Regions from separate parts of the Lactuca sativa genome. Here region 1 is linked to region 2. The links are chromatin contacts, called in public Hi-C maps. All regions are on one chromosome and are shown on one strand. The core of a region is the stretch at or near the end of the contact, and the rest is flanking DNA. Distances in the headings are between cores, read along the strand shown.

Region 1 (2,700 bases), core at 10-2,509, 270 kb after region 2:
CGGCGTTGTCGGAGTTCAAGAAGCCGTTGCCGGTGCCAACGAATAATGAGCCGTTTAAGGGAAAGATTTGGTGCGTGGCGGCGCGTGGCGCTAACACAACAGCGCTCGCCGGAGCTCTATCATTCGCGTGTGGACAGGGTAACAGTACTTGTGACCCGATCCAACGTGGTGGGAAATGCTTCAAACCCGATTCGCTGACGTGGCATGCGAGCTATGCATTTAGCTCTTATTGGGCCCAGTTCAAAAAATCTGGTGGATCTTGTTACTTTAATGGGCTTGCGACCCAAACAGCCAAAAATCCAAGTAAATATCTATATTACCAATTTACCCTTCCACATCTTTATAAATTGTTATACATTTATTTTACCAACATATTAAACATATTTTAACCATTTAATATAATAAACGTACTATTTTTTATATCACTTTATGCAAAACCCGGTAAAATGGTACAATAATTATGTGTAATACTTTTGTAGTATCGTTATGCTATAACAAGTATATGCGATACACATTTTTTAATATATTTTCTATAATTATAGTTCGTTAAAATTAAATAATTTAGTGATATAATTTTTATGGCATAACTTATAAAGTGTTTAATATTTTGCAGGTTTTGGATCATGCAAGTTCCCTAGCGTGACTTTATGAGTTTTTTTGGAAAGCGAAAATTAACAAAAGTGTTTTTTTGGTTAGTTTGTGTTGTATCATTGTATGTTTTTTTGGATTGCGGAACATTAATCTATTGTCCTAAAATTAGTCAGTTTTCACATTCGTCTTTTCTTTAAAGCTTGACTGTCTTGTAAGTCTTTTCTTGTATTAATATATGATGTTGTATATTGATGCACATGCAAACCTCCACTAAGACCATAGTAACTAAGACATGTTTGCCACGGAGCAAACCTCCACTAAGACCATAGTAACTAAGACATGTTTGCCACGGAGCTTATGACACTATTGACAAGTTTTTAGTTTTTGACAAAACGCTCTTGTTTAAACATAAATCTTTGTTTGGTGATATGAACTTTTAACGTTTAGTTTAAACAAAATGTTCCAAATCTAAAAGCTACTTAATGTTTATTAAACGTTATTTAATGTAGTGTTTAGAGATGCACAAAACTTGAATCCGATATAGTTTCGCTTACGTCATCAAAAATCCGATCTGGTCAAAATCCGATTCAGTTCCAACCAAAATCCAAATCCGATTCTAATCCGATTTGAAACCGGTTTAAACCGATTTTAGTGGGTTTTAAGCGGATTTTGGGGCGGATTTGGATCCGGTTTTTAGCGAATCCGGTTTACGATCCGTTATCAAATCCGATTTGAAATATAGGATTACAATCCGATTGAAAATCCGGTTCTGGATTGGATCTGATTTTGAATAGTGAAACCGGTTTTTGTGCGCATCTCTAGTAGTGTTTAACAAAACGCTACTGAAATCAATTTTCATAATTGCCCTTAAAATATATTTATATATTTATTTATTTTGAAACGATTATCATTTTATGTAATTTTACATATTTCAAAATATTCCAACATGTTTTGCCAAATATTCATATAAAGTTATTGTTAGAGTGTCTATTGTATTATGTTTATATTGTTCAGCCCATTTGTATTTTGTATTAGCCTAGCCAATTTGTATCTATTTGTACGTGTATATATTTTGATATCAAGAACATGTTTTGGTTATAGGAAAATACTCTGTTATCATGGTATTAGAGCTGTAGAATCTCTTCCTTTTTTACCTCCTTCTTTCTCTCTAACCCTAAAGGTCTCTAACTTTCTCTTCTTCCTCTCGTCTGCCTCTTGACTTCTAATCTCAGATTCCTTCTTCTTTCTGTGTGCATCATGACTGGAGGAGAAGTTCCCACCAAAGAACTCTGCATTCACGTCAATCACAGAAAAACCATATGGTATTGCTAATATACGTTCATCCATCCCCATCATTATTGATCTTGATAGAATGAACTATGACTCTTGGAGAGAGCTTTTTGAACTCATTGCTATGGCTTTGGTGTTGCTCATCATCTTAAAGAACCAAAAAACCCAGCTTCTTCCGACATGGACGAATGGCAGCGCATCGATAATATAGTCAAAATGTGGATATATGGTACTCTCTCACCCTCTCTCCTTCAGCTGTCTTCTAAACGGAAACCTAATACCCTTGCACTATGGTGCTATCTCGAATCTCTCTTCCGAGCCAACAAAGATTCGAAAGCTATGCAACTCGACACTGAGTTACGCAATATATCCATGGGCAATTTATTTGTTACTGAGTATTGCACAAAGATCCAAACCCTTGCTGATCTTCTTGAAAATCTCGATGCTGAAGTTCCTAAAAAGAACATTGTGATTTATATAATAAATGGTTTATCTCCTAAATATGATCATGTTGTAAGTATGATTAGACATCAGAAACCACTGCCATCATTTTCCGATACTCGTTCCATCTTACAAGTTGAAGAACAATGCATTCAGTTAAATCAAAATCGCAATCCGGGTGACTCATCTTCACCCACCGTTCTTCACGCCGGATCTCCTTCGGGTCCGCCCTATTTTTCTCGCAACAACAATATTGGAGGACGTGGAGCTCATGGTGGCAGAGGTAATCGAGGAGGAAGAAACGGCGGAAAGGGCGGTCGCCATGGAGGTTCTGGTCCGCCTCAAAACATACCTGCTCGATGGGGATTTGGGTGGTAT
Region 2 (2,732 bases), core at 116-2,615:
TATCATAGCTATAGCTCACTGTTGTCGTCTCCTCCAACTCCAGCTGCTCCTTTTCCATTAACTGCAATAAGCTCTGTGTCGAATATAAGTGTGGCCCCACCTGTCACAATATTCATCACAATATTTATTTTTATTCTTCTATAGCCAATAATAACCAAAAATATAAAACTAGAGAAGAAATAATTTTAATTACCTGGGATCTTAGGTGGTGAACCTCTGTCTCCATAACCCATTTTCGCAGGTATCTTCAGCTTACGCTTCTCTCCAACACACATTCCCAATAGCCCCTGATCCCATCCTGCAAACATAAATTTGTTAAGGTATTACAGCAGTAACCATGGTGGTGGTGGTGATGGGTGGTGGTGGATGGTGGTCAATGGGGTTTGTACCTTTTATGACTTGACCACTGCCAAGCTCAAAGTCAAATGGGGTTCCCCTTTCAAAGCTTGAATCAAAAACACTGCCATCAGTAAGTTTTCCCTGCAAGAAGAGTCTATATTTACCAATTGTTTGCTGATTTAGAAATTAGAATGAAACAAGATCCTTCAATCACAAGATTTCATCTTATGAGGCAAAAAAGAAGAAAAAAAATGGTACAAATTTCTTACCCGATAATGAACTTTGATTTTATCACCTTTGTGTGCCTGTATCTCACAAGATGCTGGCCTATGCTGCAACAATATGCAACGCATTAACATTCAAATGATTTCACGACTACAGATCTATTTCAATCACTCGCTCGATCAATTAGGGATCTGACATCCTGCTCTAACTAAAAGAGTAACGTAATCATAAATAATCAAGCGAAATCATGTTCAACTAATAAAACTAGTCAAACTTTTCAGCGTAATCATAAATTTCAAAACAAAATTCATGATCAATTTTAACTAATCACACCGATTCAAACAGTACACGCGCAAAACAAATTAACGAATAACAGCAAATTGGAAAATTTACCTTGACTCCGATCTGCAACTCCGTTACATCTCCGGACTTTGCTGAAACTGCGATTTTTGTCGGAACACATCAAATCGTCGTTTGATTTACTCAAACCATATAAAATTTCTTACAAACGAAAACTTTGAATAAAAAATATAAATAGATAACTTCACTCAATTTCGATTACACTTACCTAATGTAGCTGCAATTAGTAGAACCAATATGGAGATCCCCGTAATTGCAGAAATTTGAATCACATTCGCTAATTTCTTCATGACTGTAGTGAAAAGGTTTGTTTGACTCGACCGTGAATATCTTTGTTGCTAGATGATTCAAGGTGTGACGAGCATCACCCAATCATAACTCGCCACGTCATAGCAAACCCTAGAATTTAGTTGGCCGGATACGGCGACGTATACGACGGAGCAGTTGTCTTTATGATAGGTAATAATTAGTTATATGAATCGAGTTCTAATTCTGTTCGGTTTATAAAATGTTGAATTTTTTATTGGATTATTAATGAATCTAGGTTAAAAATTAAACCGATTTCATTAATTAAATAACTAAATATAAAATCTATTACATGTTTTCATTTAAAAGAAAAATAAAATATGAAATTTTAAATATTTGAAAATTTTGAATTTAAGAAAAAATTAAAAAAATATCGAATTATTAAAATTAAAGTGTTTTTTTCTTTTAAATTAAAAAAATAGATAAATAAACAAATAAAAACTAATGTGATTTTAATTTCAAAATTTTAAAATTAAAAGGACAGTCAATTAATGAAATTGTTATACATTTATCATTACATTTATTATAATTAGAGAAATTAAATATCCTCCTACTTTTGTTCCTATAAATCCTCCTACTCAAGATATTAAGGCCTATTTTGTTGATTTCAAACCTCTTCAAAAAAAATATACTAAATAATAAAAACATTTGTAGTACATAATTGTATTATTTGGGCTGACGTTGTTAAATTACCTGTATACGCGTGGACACCTTCAACTTTTAACAAGGTTGATTTAACATGTGGATACCCTCTGTCTGTTTGTATATTATGATGAAAATTGTCCTGCAGGTATAAGTAGAATATGCATAACAACAAACTGTATGGAAAAATTGTAAAACCAAACTCAAAGTTCATGGGGAGATTTACATGGAAATGTATTGGAAGTTTCAAATTGGATCCCATCAAATTGCATCCAAATGATTAGGAAATAAGTGTTGGTAGTTTTGATTCTGAACATGTAAGATGAGAGGAGGGTTAGTTTTTATTTTAAACATGATCAACTTAAACCTACAAAACATAATTTTAATCAAAACGATTCTAATATTAGTGATTAACAAATTCATTCCAATCCTCCAGAAATTTTTGCAAAATATTAATGTCGGTATGTTGCATAGTGTTAATCAGAATCAATAATTAACAGATTACCGACTAATTCATAAAAATAAAGACAATCCGTATCTGATATCAAACAAAAAACACGTATATCATCCGTAATCACATCAGAACCTTATCATTATCCACCTTAAAATGGGATTACAATAGCGGGAACTTTGAAATCCGAAAATGGAATTACACTAGCGGGAACTAAAAATTTTCAGCGAGTTAATCGGGATTATTTTTCCACATACATAAACAAGTCTCATGATTAAAGGATTGAATAATGAGAACTTATTCCTCCCGATTTAAAGCAAATTGCTTCTTCATCAAAAAAAAAACCCTAATATTTACCTATTGAAATCGCATACTTAGAAGGCTTTCATCGGTTTAATATTAGCAAAAA

What was found. Hi-C and Micro-C count contacts between places; a contact is called where the count stands out from the background.
Region 1: a Hi-C map of leaf shows a contact between it and region 2, with 7 times the contacts expected there. The contact joins the promoter of LOC111903545 here to the promoter of LOC111900656 in region 2. A contact is called at or near these places in 2 of 4 Hi-C or Micro-C datasets (both in leaf).

What each region holds. Positions count from the first base shown.
Region 1 is chr5:353,946,878-353,949,577 of Lsat_Salinas_v11, forward strand. LOC111903545 reads left to right here and starts at 1,260. Exons shown (of 2, transcript XM_023899322.3): 1 at 1,260-2,700. The coding sequence starts at 2,062. LOC111903544 (probable glucan endo-1,3-beta-glucosidase A6) reads left to right here. Exons shown (of 3, transcript XM_023899321.3): 2 at 1-303; 3 at 614-847. The coding sequence ends at 651.
Region 2 is chr5:353,677,816-353,680,547 of Lsat_Salinas_v11, forward strand. LOC111900656 (FK506-binding protein 2) reads right to left here and starts at 1,366. Exons shown (of 6, transcript XM_023896538.3): 1 at 1,133-1,366; 2 at 958-1,004; 3 at 609-671; 4 at 390-480; 5 at 194-298; 6 at 1-100. The coding sequence starts at 1,214. The coding sequence ends at 9.